Regions from separate parts of the Mus musculus genome. Here all the other regions are linked to region 1. Evidence: chromatin contacts called from public ChIA-PET, Hi-C and HiChIP or PLAC-seq data. All regions are on one chromosome and are shown on one strand. The core of a region is the stretch at or near the end of the contact, and the rest is flanking DNA. Distances in the headings are between cores, read along the strand shown.

Region 1 (2,954 bases), core at 332-2,831:
AAATCCGTGGCACTCCGCGAAAACACAGGCAGAGAAAAGGAAAACAACACTTGGTGAGAGAAATCACACCACATGGGAGCAGCTAAGTCAGGGAGAAGGGGAGGCAAACGACAGAAGCCCAGCGGAGCTGAGGCTGTAATTTTCCCAGCTGTGTGGCCGGCACTGAATACTCCTGGGGTTTAACAAGCGACAGAGCGATGAAACTCTGACAGAGGAGCACGGCCCAGGGTCTCAGGGAAGGCAGGGAGGGTGGCAGGTAGAGCTGCAGGGAGATCTCGAGGGCTGGGAAGCTGGAGCTGCAATATTGCCAGGAAAAGGGAGGTGATGGGTGAAGGATGTGGAAGGAACAGCAAGGGGAGAGGGTGAGGCCATGAACTGTGTTTGTTAGATGGTGGGGGGACGGGTAAGGGTAACCACATCACTGCCCCCACCCCCTCAAGGCTCCCAACTCCAACACTGCACAGATTTGTCTAAGGGAGGAGTGCGCTCCAGGCCCTGTCCTGAAGGTCTCTTCTAATCCTTATAGCAGCCCTCTAGGGAGTTATGGGAAGCTGGCTAGAAATGTTAATTGGAAATTACCACACACTAAATGGTTGCAGATTGGAGATCAAACTGCAAGACTCTGCAGATCATCCCCTAAACCGTAAGACACGGGTCTCCCGATCCCATCACCCAAGAGAATTCCAACATTTACGGGAACCTAGGGCATAGGTATTTGCCCCTAAGAGTTCAGAGTATAGGGATCCACCTATGAGGACATTTTGGGTCACCCGTGGCCACAGAGGATCAATCTGTCTCAGAGTTGCACCTTAAAAAAATATATTTATTTTATGTGCGAGTGTTTTACCCACTTGTATGTGCACCAGGTTCATACCATGCCAGCAGAGACCGGAAGAGAAAGATACCAGATCTTCTGGAATTGGAATTGTCCATGACGTGACCAGCCACTGATGTCCAAACCCTAGCTCCTCTGTAAGTGTTGTTACGCCCAGAGTCTTCTATCTCTCCAGTCCCAAGGGTGCACACTCCTGAAGTTTCAGTGTCGACCAAGTGCATGCCTGAAGCTGGCCTGAAGCAGCAGTCAAGATAAGGTCTTGGAGAGCATGCCGGGCGGTTACTCCACCACCCAAATCCGACACACAGCCTCGACGCCCATCCGGAGACTGGCAAGTGGGCCGGATCTCTATTAATGGCGGTGGTTTTCTTACACCATTGAGCTCATCCATTAAGTAAATCAACATTCCATTGAACGTTTACCACGTGCTAACGCTGCGTTAGGATAAACACTGCTAGGTCTGACAGATAAAGATAAGCTAGAGGGCGGGGGGAAGAGATGAAAGCACCTGCACACACAAGTAAAACAAAACAAAACAGTAACCAAACCAACCCTTTGACCTCACCAACATGGCGGCGCCAGGCCGACACAGACGCCTTTCATCATGGCGGACATAGCCTCCATGCGCCGCCCTTCCCAATATGGCGTCCGTGGTCGCCCTTCCCATCATGGCGCGCGGCCCCGCCCGCTCCGCCGCGGCTGCCGGCGGGAGCAGTTCCGGGTGCGGTGCGCGCCGGGGGCGGGCGAGGGGGCGGTGTCCTGGCCATGGCCGGCCTGTCGGACCTGGAGTTGCGGCGAGAGCTGCAGGCCCTGGGCTTCCAGCCAGGCCCCATCACCGACACCACGCGGAACGTCTACCGCAACAAGCTGCGCCGCCTGCGGGGCGAGGCCCGGCTGCGCGACGACGAGCGGCTGCGGGAGGACGCCGGGCCGCGGGAGGACGCCGGGCCGCGGGGCCCCGAGCGGCAGCGGGAGGAGGCCCGGCTACGCGAGGAAGCGCCGCTGCGCGCGCGGCCCGCCGCCAGCGTCCTGCGCTCGGAGCCCTGGCCGCTGTCGCCTTCCCCGCCGGCGCCTAGCGCGGCCTCCGACGCCTCGGGGCCGTACGGCAACTTCGGGGCCTCCGCCTCTCCCTGGGCCGCGAGCCGCGGCCTCTCCTACCCGCCCCACGCCGGGCCCGGGCCGCTGCGACGCCGCGCCTCGGTCCGGGGCAGCTCGGAGGATGACGAGGATACACGAACGCCGGACAGGCACGCCCCGGGCCGGGGCCGCCACTGGTGGGCCCCGCCGTCGGCCTCTGCGCGGCCGCACTCGGCGCTCCTCGGCGCCGACGCTCGCCCCGGCCTGAAGGGCTCGCGCACCGGCTCGGCGGGCGCCGGGCGGACCCGACCCGAGGTGGGCCGGTGGCTGGAGCGCTGCCTGTCTCGGCTCCTGCTCTGGGCCAGCCTGGGGCTGCTGCTCGGCTTCTTGGCCATCCTGTGGGTGAAGATGGGCAAGCCCTCGGCGCCGCAGGAGGCGGAGGACAACAGTACGTCCCGGGCCGGCGCAGGGGAGGGCCCGGGGCACGGGGTTCGCCCACCCAGACCGGCTTGTGAGCCGCGACCGACTGCAGACCCTCACTTTCTGCCTCCACTTTCTGCTCTTTTCTGTTTCCCCGTCTTTCTAGAGTCTCCCTTTCAGCCACAGCCAGGTCCTTCCAAGGGAAAGCCACACGCACACTCTTGACAGTCAGCCCACCCCTGCCCCTCTTGTCTTCCCTGCCTTCGGGGAATGCCTGCCGTGGTCTCAGCTTTGTAGCAGCAAAACTGGCACCACCGGGCCTTCATTTGTCAAAAGGAGTCTGACCCTGCCTGTGGCTCAGGTGTGGGAGAGTTGTTCTAAGCCGAAGCTGGTACCACAGGGGTGCATGTGAGGCACAGCCTCCCCCCCCCCCCCCCGCAGGCTGTGTTGGGAGAGAGCCTGTGAGTCAGGCGACTTCCTAGACGTCTTTGCCCACACTCAGTTACGTGACTCCGCACCCCTTGAGGGGTGCAAGAGAGCGAGCCTCCCGAATAGCTGAGGACTGATGTCTTTTTTTTTTTTTTTTTTTTTTTTTTTGCCTATTACTCAAAAGAAGAAACGC
Region 2 (2,954 bases), core at 231-2,730, 230 kb before region 1:
CCTGTCGCTCATCTGCCTCCTGGGCTACAGCATGCTGCTGATGGTCACGTGTACTGTGTATGCCATCAAGACTCGAGGCGTGCCTGAGACCTTCAATGAGGCCAAGCCCATCGGCTTCACCATGTACACCACCTGCATCGTCTGGCTGGCCTTCATCCCCATCTTTTTTGGCACCTCGCAGTCGGCTGACAAGGTGGGTGGTCAGGGAACATGGCCGTGTGGGGACTGAGAGCCCAGGAGCCTGTAGCTGCTTTCTTTAAACCTCACTTGGTTTCCTCTCCCAGTTGGAAATCTCTCCTCCCCCAACCCCTGCCTTGCTCTGTATCTCTTCCTTTTTTTTTTTTTCCTGCTGAGGGTGGTACAGGCAGAGGCCCCACTCCTCTACTGGGTGCCCTTGGGGTATATGACCCCACACCCCAGGAAGCTGGCAGCTTGAGAAATTGCTTTTGGCCTCACCTGGGGGTCAAGCATCTGTGTCTGTAGCTGCTAGGCCACAAGATGACAGCCAAGGGCCTCCCATCCTGGATTCCTGCCCTGCAAGAGGCTCTTCTTGGGATCTGGATGGAGATGCTAGGGTGTATCCCCCCTTGGAGATAGCCCCTTCAGAATCCAGAGAGGGTTAAGGGGCACATCCGAGCTCTGTAACAGGCTGCCCTCATCAATGTGTGGCCATGCTACCCGGAGCTAGCCCTCTCCCATCCTCCAAATGGAGTCAGAGAGGAGAGGTTGAGTTTTGAGTCACTTGGGACACTAGCCTCCTTAGAGAGAGAATGAGTATATATAAATGTGTTTATGTGTGTGTGTGTGTGGTGTGCACAGATGTAAGCAGGGTCTTTTGCACGCAGGCATGGTCAGTGGTAGATGAGCTATGTATGAGGCACACAGGGACAGTGGACATGAGGGACCGGTGTACTGAGGGACTCATAGCTTTCTGCAAGGAGGAGTATGTGTGTGCACACAGGGGTTCAGGTGCTGGTGGGTACATACGGGTGGCCATGCAGTTGTCTGAATGAATCTGTGTATATTCATATTCACCCAGCTGTAGGGACAGGATGTCAGCCAGATGTGTGTGTGTGAGGTCAGGTAGGTGTGTGCAGGTGTTAGCAGGAGTGCATGGTTCCCCTGGGTGTTGTGTGAGGCAGTCTGGGCTGTTCTGGCGAGCCAGTGGTGGCTCTCCTGTCTTAACTGGGATTCTCAGGGCTTAAGAGCTGTGAGGTATTCCTGTGAGCCATCTAATGAGGTAATCCTCTTTTGTGTGAGGTCACTGCTCAGCCAGCCTTGTGCAGATTGTGGCTGTAGAGTCAGCCAGGATAGAGGAGGTTCCTGGGTTTGTACAGAGTCTAAGCACCACAGTCCCTGCCTGAGTGAAAGCCAAAGTGGGGGGTGGGGGGACTCAGATCCCCTGTGATTCTCACCGCCCTGGCGCAGAGACAGGGGACAATGGTCCACACATACAACTGTTGCTCTGTGCTTTGTCCCCTGTCAAACCCTATTCATTGCTGGGCAGTGGTGACTGTGAGGACTCTACACAGAAGCTGCAGTGCTGGCTGGTCTGGTCTATCAAAGAACAGGATAGTAGCAGGCTGGCCCCAAGGCAGTGAAGTCACATTGCAGGCTAGCCCTCACTTAGACTGTCCCAAGGCCTCCCCCCACTTACTCTGCCTCGGGTGCCACCTGAGTTCTAGAGGACCTCTAGACTGGCTTCTCTAGAAGGAGTCACTAGCCACCACTTCTGGGAGCCACATATATCTGTACACAGGGGACACCGGAAGGTGCTGGGCTCCAGGCGGGCGGCCACTCTCCTACCCTGAGGTGGCTAGGGACGCTGGAGAGTTTCAGAGCAGATCTTCAGCAACTTTAACTCCAGTCTGAGCTGCCCTTAACCCTTCTGTGTCTTCAGAAAAGCTCCTGGCCTGAAAAAGGGAAATCCGGAAACAGTGACTGTGCTCAGCGCTGGGTGCCACTTACAACCCGGGGCAAAGTCACACACAGGGCTCCTGTGCACACATCATAGAGTCCGAGATGTTGCCCATTCTGTCTGTGTCAATGTATAGTGGGGGCTGTAAGCCTCAAAGAGGGGAGCAGGCCCAGCATCTTACACAGGCCAGGGTAGACAGCCTCGACTTTTTTAGGACCCATGTTTCTTCAGAAAGAAGCACAGACGTGTGCCCCACACTGCAGAGAGAGGACAGTATCAGCCACACTCTAGGGCAGGAACCTAGACTTGGGGCATTTCCTGTCTCCTCCATGTCAACACCTGGAGCCCCAGCTGAGCTGAGAGGAGCAGCTGAGGCCTGGATCATCTGTCACAAAGAAGGAGGTGGGAGGGAACCTGGGCAGGGCGGTGGCAATTGCTGGGCTCTGTTTGGAGGGCTTCCGCCATTGAAGAATGGATTATCCGACACCCAGATTAATGGGCTCCCATTTTGCTAAGCATCTGTCACCGTTAGTGCTGGCGAGCGAGCATGAAATGAGCTTTGACAGTGTTGGTGCCACAGTCATCTTCCACCCAGTATCATGGGTCCCCAGTCGGGGCCTGTTCTATATGGGGAGCACATGGGGGGGGGGGATTCACTGGATGAGGGGCTGCTGGGAGCTATTCCAAGGCACCAGTGGGGACTCAGGTCGCTCACAGCAGCCTCGGGCAGGGATTGCACCTATGAAGGTCAGCTCTGGTCCTCGAGAGCTATGCTGGAGACATTTCTCCAGGTTGGATGTAGGGGGGTGTTCCATAACACCACCACACAGAGACAGTGCTTCCTGTACACCTGACACTGTTGACTCTGCCCTCTGCCAGCTCTGTGAGGTAGGCTCGGCCTTTTTCAGGCCTGTTTTGTACATAAGGACACAGGCACGAGGACTGACCTGCCCGAGTTCACATGCTAGGATGTGAGCGTCAGGAATTCTGATTTCTTCCTGCTCAAAACCATCAGGTGTAGAATGGGTCTGTACCA
Region 3 (2,954 bases), core at 257-2,756, 190 kb before region 1:
CCCCGCCCTAATGTTCTTACAGGGAAACATTCCGCCTGCTTTTCTTCCTGCACAAAGTGGCTACAGAAAACTTCTACCTGATCCGTTCAGAGTAAGTTATCAGCATAAACAGTTCCTTCATCTTCCAGACAGCATGGTTGTTCCTCCCACAGCTCCCTTCAAGGTGAGCTCAGCACAGGTGGGCCTGCATCCTCCCCCCCACGTAGGAAGCCTGGTTCTCCTCGGATGTCTGGGGACCAACCATCATCCAGGCTTCTGTCCTGGCCAGCCAGGCCTGTGTTCCTTACCCCCAGTGCTGTGCTGTCCCCACCACAGATTCTGACTCTTCAAGGGAAGTGTTTGCTCGTCAGCACTGCTCTGCAGTGTGGCTTTATTGTGCTGTTTTATTGAAGGCCATTTTAAATTGCAGTCATGGCCTTGGGCCACTTCTGACTGGTGACTGCCAGGGACTAGGCAGCTCCAATTCCCAGAGGTCCCAGTGGAAGAGCGACAGACTTTCCCTAGCATCTGCAAAGCAGCACGGGCTAGCGGGGTCTGTCTCTCTGTGTCCCACACCCCCACTCCATCTGCACCCCACCCTTGCTGACCCTGCTGGGTTACCTACCATTCCATTTACTTGGAACCCCTCCCTCTGGCACCAGATCTCCTCTCCTCGGGACTGACAGGCAGCGGTAGCTACTTCACCCCGTTCCTCCATGCAAGAGACTCTCCTGAGGACCAACCAGTCCCTTGCCGACACTGTCTCAAGCCTGCTTCAGCCTGTCTCCTTTCTCTGCCTAAGATTTACTTTTTATTTTATTTTAATTTTCTAGTATGTATGTATGTATGTATGTATGTATGTATGTATGTGAGTACTGGTGTCTTGCCTGCATGTGTATCTGTGCACCATGTGTACGCACTGCCCGCGGAGGCCAGAAGAGGGCGTTAGAACCCTAAGGACTGCAGTTATAGATGGTTGTGAGCATCCTTGTGGCTGCTGGGCACCTTGAGTTCTCTGGGAGAGCAGACAGTGCTCTTAACTGCTGAGTCATCTCTCCAGAAGTAGAGATGGCTATGCACACATGGTTTAACCATAAGGCTGAGGTCTAAAGAGGGGACATGATTTTGGTGTCCCCTAGGGTTCAACATATCCCTGGTACCCTGGAATCACAGTGTCACATGCCGAGACACCAAGAGACAGGCATGGAGGCTGTCTGGTTGGGGGCCCATTGGCGGGCTTGGGGAAGGGCCCTGGGGAGTTATTGCTCAAAGTCTAGCAGGACCCAGGTGTGAGGATGTGGAGGCAGAAGCTGCGGAGACCCACTAAGGATCTTGGCTCTTTCCAGGGACACAGTGGCGGGGGGATTAGCTGTGCAGGAAAGCCCTTGTAGATGCTATCAGCCACAGGGAGGTCTGGCTTGGAAAGCAGTTTATGCTTGGGGCAACAGGGGCCGGGACTTGTGACTTACGCCACAGGGAGCCCCTGAAGTGTTGCGCGCAGACATGATCTGATTTGTAATTGAGAAAGATCTCAGCAGCTGGTGTGCAGGAGGAGAGCCCAAAGGGAGCCTGAGACTAGCCAGAGCTGATGTCACCGTCAGCAGCAGCAGGCTGGGGGAGGGACAGGCGGGATAGAGATGGGGGAGGGAGGGGTGGCACTGTGAATGGATCACCAAGGGAGTATGAGGAGGAATGGGGGGATATTCTGCTAGCATGTGGGGTGGGGAGATGCTGCCTGAGCAGGCGAGGGGTCCGGGAGTTTGGGTCTGAGAAGCTTTGGGAGAGGAACGGGCTGGGTGATGTCACATAGGAGCACTGAAATTTCTCGATACACTTATTTGTTTATTGCAAGCACCACGGCATACATGTGTACAAGTGCAGCTCAGAGGACAACTTGGAGGACTTGGCTCTCTCCTATCATATGAATCCCAGGGATCAAACTCAAGTCATCAGGATTGGTTGCGAGCATGTTTCCCTGCTGGGCCGCCTTACTGACCCCTTCTAGAACCTTGTGAAGGGTTGCAAGGTGCCTGCAGCAGAGCTCAGCGCCACACATCAAATCACGAGGGAGGGGCTTTGGTTTCCCGATTCACAGTTGGCAGAGGAATCTAGGCCAGGAAGTTCAGGCCCTTTCTCAGACCTCTCAGCAGCCCGACCTATAGAGCTGAGATGCTCCCAGGACTTAGTGTCTCACCGTGGGTCCAGCTCCACTTCAGCCCCTGCCGCCAAGCAGCCTTGGGTAAGGCTGGATTAGGACAGAGTCATAAGGAGAGGGGGTATGTTAGAGTATGGGGAGGAGCAGGGGAGGGGTCTCAGTGGCTCTAGGATGGCAAGTAGAACCTGGCTAGTTCTACTGGATCCAGTGGGCCCGAGAGCTCTAGTCAGTGTCAGTAAGTGGGGTCGTGGTAAGTGTTCTATGCCAATCTGAGAATACAGGGTTTGACTTGTTACCTAAGTTCTTTTCTATTGAAAAGCATTAATTTCAGGGGGACTCTACAGAGACCCATGGGACTTCAGAGAGCACCCCTCCCTGCCCCTTGGGGGAGGGTTAGCTGGGTCTGTGCTATCCAGATTTGATTCAAGATGCCTGTGACCATTCACGGAAGGGTGGAGGCTCAGGGATTTCTCAGCGCTTGCTCTGGGGTTCCTAAACCATACCCTAACCTCTAATCTTAACTTTCAACCCTAACCCTAACCTCCAGCATTAGCTGTGACTTCTAGCCTTGCAGTGGTTTTAATTGTGAACCTAAGACAATCTAGAATCACCTGGCAGAGGTGGTTCTTCTCCCCGCCCCCCAGGAATTATCCAAATCACACGTCTGGGGGTGGTCGTGGTCTTGATTATGTTGTTAATTAAGGTGAGAGGATCCACCCAGTGTGGGCGGCGCCATTCCCTAGAGAAGGATATCTTGGACTATAGATACAGTGGAGACAACTAGCTGAACACAGGCTTGCTTGCATTTATTGCTCTCTGG
Region 4 (2,954 bases), core at 214-2,713, 160 kb before region 1:
TCTCCATGTTGTTTCCTTCTTTCACAGCTTCTGCACCTCAGGGTGAGTGGCTGCTCTTTGGGAAGAGAGCTTGGCTGTGCTCTGGTTTCTCAGACATTGTTATCTGCGGAGCTGCTAAGCACTCAGCCCCTGCTCCCTGTGTCTGTGTATAAGCCACTCATTCCATCTCTGCCTGGGTTTCTTCTACTCTAAACCTGGCTAAGGCAGTTGACTCAGCTTGAGTGGATGGCCCATAGAGGGCGCCTTCCCCGGGGTGGGGGGGAGCAGGGACAGGTGGGTGACAGGGCTGGCGCCGGGGAGCTGCATACGGAGTGCTTGGGGACACCCACAGACACTGGTGTCCAGCAAGGGTCTCCTCCCTGCAGGCTGGCACTCCCTAGGGGACTCTGTGTTGTTAGGGCAGTGAAGCATCAGGCCTGACAGTTAAGAGTGGGCAGATTCCCGTCGCAGGCACAGCCCAAAGGGGCAGGCCGCAGCCCCAGGAGAAACTTCCTCAAGTGGCAGAGAATGGAGGGAGCAGGTCAGAGGCCAAGTAAGGCTGAGAGAGAGGCCTGTGGCCTGGCTTCCCCTGCCTCTGTCACACCTGCCCCTGGCCTGGTGCTGGCTCCTCTCAGTTGCCACTGCTGACATCACAGAGACCAGCTGGTACTGCCTTGTTAATAAAGGCACATTGCTGCTCGGCTGGTCCCCAGCACTCCTGATGTGACCATTAGTATTGCAGGGAGGATGAAGTCCCACCCACCTCTGACAGATCTAATAGAACCCCCTCCTCTGGGTGTCACCCCCAGGCTCCCCACCCCCTCAGCCCATACATCATTTGCTATGGGACTAGACACATCCTCACTGAGGCCAGTCAAGGGACCCACAGGCTGGCAGGTAGACATTAGGCTCAGGAACAGCCCTGGCTCCAGTTGGTTGAGGGACCTGCATGAAGACCTGAGAGCAGTCGTTTATTAGTTGCCCATACAGAGGCAAGTGATGACATAAGTTGTTGCTAGGTGGCTGGGAGGAGCCTAGTGTGACCACCCTAAGCTAACAAACACCTGGGCCTTCTCACCCAGCTTCTTTTGGCCCTCCCGTCTGTCAGTACAGGTCTCAGAACCTCTTGCCACAGGGAGTTAGTTGGCTCCCATTTCATAGTCACAGAGGTTAAGACATTTACCCAGCATTCTTGAGGCTAAGAGTTCATAGGCAAGTTAGCCCCACTTTAGGCTGCTGCCTGGCATTTGTGTCCCATGGAGTCCTTGTCCCTCACATTCACCTCTCATCCCTATGGCCATGCTATCGCCAGGCTTGCGCTTCGGGTCCTCACGGGTTCCTCAGTGCAGATCTTACCAGCCTTCTCCTGAGTCCTCCAGCAACCACTTTGTGGGACCTCAGGTGTGAGTTCACTCCTGCTGTGGTGGTGGCTGTGGCAGAGGAGGCTGCTGCTGTTGGTGCTGTTGCCGCCACAGCTGCCAGTGCATCCCAGACTTCTTCCTGTTCTCTGCCTGGCTGACCACTTCCTATCTGTGAGGTCTCAGCTTGAGCGCCACTTTGCCTGAGAATGTAAAATGGAAGAGGGCTTTAGAAAACTGTGTGGCTGGATTTTCATTGTTTTTTTGTTTGTTTGTTTGTTTGTTTGTAAGAGGGTCTTACATAGTAGCCCAGGCTGACCCTTGAACTCCCGATTCTCCTGCCTTCCTTCCCCAAGTGCTGGGAGTACAGGTGTGTGTCACACTGCCTGCTTGTGTGGTCACTTTAAAAATCGTTACCTACAGTATATGATGAGCATTTCACTCCTAGGCATCTATCCCAGAGAGATGAGGATGCATGCCCTCCCCCCACCACCCCCACTGCACATGCTCACTGGACACACATCCATCCAACACTGGGGCACTTACCTCTGTGCTGTTCCACCTGGCATCGAAAGGAAGCCGTGTAGACGTAAGCTTTCCGTTCTTGTGGGCGTCCACCAAGGGGTGGGTGGGGTTCCTCAGCCTGTGACTGTTCTGGAACTTCCAGACCCCTCCCCTAGAGGTCTTGTCAAATTCCACCCAAGGAGGGAGGTTCAGATCCTTCTACTTCACCAGTCCTTCTAGAAGGTTCGAGATTGCCCATCCCAGTGTAAGGTGGCATCTCACTGAGGCTTTGATTTCACTCCCTTGGAGGCTAATGATGTTTCATGGTGGACCAGATCTGACTGCCATTTAGACGCTGAAGACATTTCTGCTTAAATCATTTATCTCTTGTCTTTTTTGAGTCCTCAGAGTCCTTGATATCAGACAGAGTCCACTGCTAAGAGGTGCAATTTGCAGAGAGCGTCACCTTTTCTGCACATTGTCTTCTTGTTCTTGAATCTTTGAAGCACAAGTTTTTTTTAATTCCCACACCGTTGGCTTTGTCTCTTTTCTTGGGCACCAGTGCCGTCATGTGCCCTCACAACTGAGATTCCATCACCAGATCTGAGGCCGCCAGCCAGCTTCCTGCCATGACAACAAATACCCCAGTAGCCGACTTGTAAGTCGGGTGTGATGGTACAATTCTGTAATCCCAGCACTCAGGAAGGAGAGGCAGGAGAGTAAGAAGTTCAAGGCTTGTTTTACTGAATAAGAACAGATCAATTTTTTTTTTTTTATTTTGACATCTATAGAGGCTGCAACCTTCAGCTAGGTGGCTGTGTTGTTTTTAGACCTCTGTTGAGGTGGACCACTCATCATGGGTGGGAGTATGCTGAGGTGAGAAACCATTCCCTCCTGGCCCAGAAGTACAAAGGCTTTGAGATTTGATCCTCACACTGCCCTGGAGGGAACACCCCCAATGACTCAAAGGAGCCCTCCAGGCTCCTCTCTCTTAACAACACTGAGACTAGAGGCAAGCTGGGAACAAGCATTTTAACACATTGACCTTTGAGGGACCTTCAGGAGGAACAAGAGCAGACATCATGGTGACTATACTTTTCTAATTTTGGCTCT

What was found. A called contact is a pair of places that touch in the nucleus more often than the background predicts. ChIA-PET counts read pairs in DNA pulled down with a chosen protein or histone mark. HiChIP or PLAC-seq counts read pairs in DNA pulled down with a chosen protein or histone mark.
Region 2: a Hi-C map of rod photoreceptor shows a contact between it and region 1, with 2.4 times the contacts expected there. The contact joins the enhancer-like site here to the promoter of Lemd2 in region 1. A contact is called at or near these places in 7 of 39 promoter capture datasets (the 3T3-L1 cell line, cranial neural crest, embryonic stem cells and 4 more), 7 of 484 Hi-C or Micro-C datasets (B cells, bone marrow-derived macrophages, cerebellum and 3 more), 9 of 115 datasets of contacts at active chromatin or transcription factors (VIP interneurons, acute myeloid leukemia, embryonic basal ganglia and 5 more) and 3 of 9 other capture datasets (adipose tissue, liver and pancreatic islet).
Region 3: a contact with region 1 is called in an H3K27ac HiChIP or PLAC-seq map of differentiating embryonic stem cells, with 3 times the contacts expected there. The contact joins the enhancer-like site here to the promoter of Lemd2 in region 1. A contact is called at or near these places in 14 of 39 promoter capture datasets (the 3T3-L1 cell line, 3T3-L1-derived adipocytes, the SN4741 cell line and 6 more), 5 of 15 datasets of contacts at CTCF or cohesin (embryonic stem cells, pro-B cells and stem cell-derived epiblast-like cells), 21 of 484 Hi-C or Micro-C datasets (bone marrow-derived macrophages, cerebellar granule neurons, cerebral cortex and 4 more), 22 of 115 datasets of contacts at active chromatin or transcription factors (the SCID.adh cell line, acute myeloid leukemia, differentiating embryonic stem cells and 8 more) and 3 of 9 other capture datasets (adipose tissue, liver and pancreatic islet).
Region 4: an RNA polymerase II ChIA-PET map of memory CD8 T cells shows a contact between it and region 1, with 16 read pairs. The contact joins the enhancer-like site here to the promoter of Lemd2 in region 1. A contact is called at or near these places in 9 of 39 promoter capture datasets (the C10 cell line, the HPC-7 cell line, cranial neural crest and 4 more), 2 of 15 datasets of contacts at CTCF or cohesin (large pre-B cells and pro-B cells), 16 of 484 Hi-C or Micro-C datasets (B cells, the Ba/F3 cell line, DN3 thymocytes and 12 more), 7 of 115 datasets of contacts at active chromatin or transcription factors (the HPC-7 cell line, acute myeloid leukemia, embryonic stem cells and 1 more) and 3 of 9 other capture datasets (adipose tissue, liver and pancreatic islet).

Annotation. Positions count from the first base shown.
Region 1 is chr17:27,203,065-27,206,018 of GRCm38.p6, reverse strand. Lemd2 (LEM domain containing 2) reads left to right here and starts at 1,581. Exons shown (of 9, transcript NM_146075.2): 1 at 1,581-2,360. The coding sequence starts at 1,601. Gm34736 (a long non-coding RNA gene) reads right to left here and starts at 1,150. Exons shown (of 4, transcript XR_385492.4): 1 at 852-1,150.
Region 2 is chr17:27,431,772-27,434,725 of GRCm38.p6, reverse strand. Grm4 (glutamate receptor, metabotropic 4) reads left to right here. Exons shown (of 11, transcript NM_001291045.2): 9 at 1-193. Among named protein-coding and RNA genes, the nearest start is that of Gm35007, 33 kb to the right of the region's middle. Within about 2 kb of position 1,480, at least 24 of the 459 cell types and tissues checked have an H3K27ac peak or open chromatin away from gene starts, as enhancers often do. A contact at or near this core is called in rod photoreceptor, where this site is marked.
Region 3 is chr17:27,391,638-27,394,591 of GRCm38.p6, reverse strand. No RefSeq gene overlaps it. Among named protein-coding and RNA genes, the nearest start is that of Gm35007, 6.8 kb to the left of the region's middle. Within about 2 kb of position 1,506, at least 26 of the 459 cell types and tissues checked have an H3K27ac peak or open chromatin away from gene starts, as enhancers often do. A contact at or near this core is called in cerebral cortex, differentiating embryonic stem cells and hippocampal neurons, where this site is marked.
Region 4 is chr17:27,363,585-27,366,538 of GRCm38.p6, reverse strand. No RefSeq gene overlaps it. Among named protein-coding and RNA genes, the nearest start is that of Mir7218, 7.0 kb to the right of the region's middle. Within about 2 kb of position 1,463, at least 41 of the 459 cell types and tissues checked have an H3K27ac peak or open chromatin away from gene starts, as enhancers often do. A contact at or near this core is called in the Ba/F3 cell line, DN3 thymocytes and memory CD8 T cells, where this site is marked.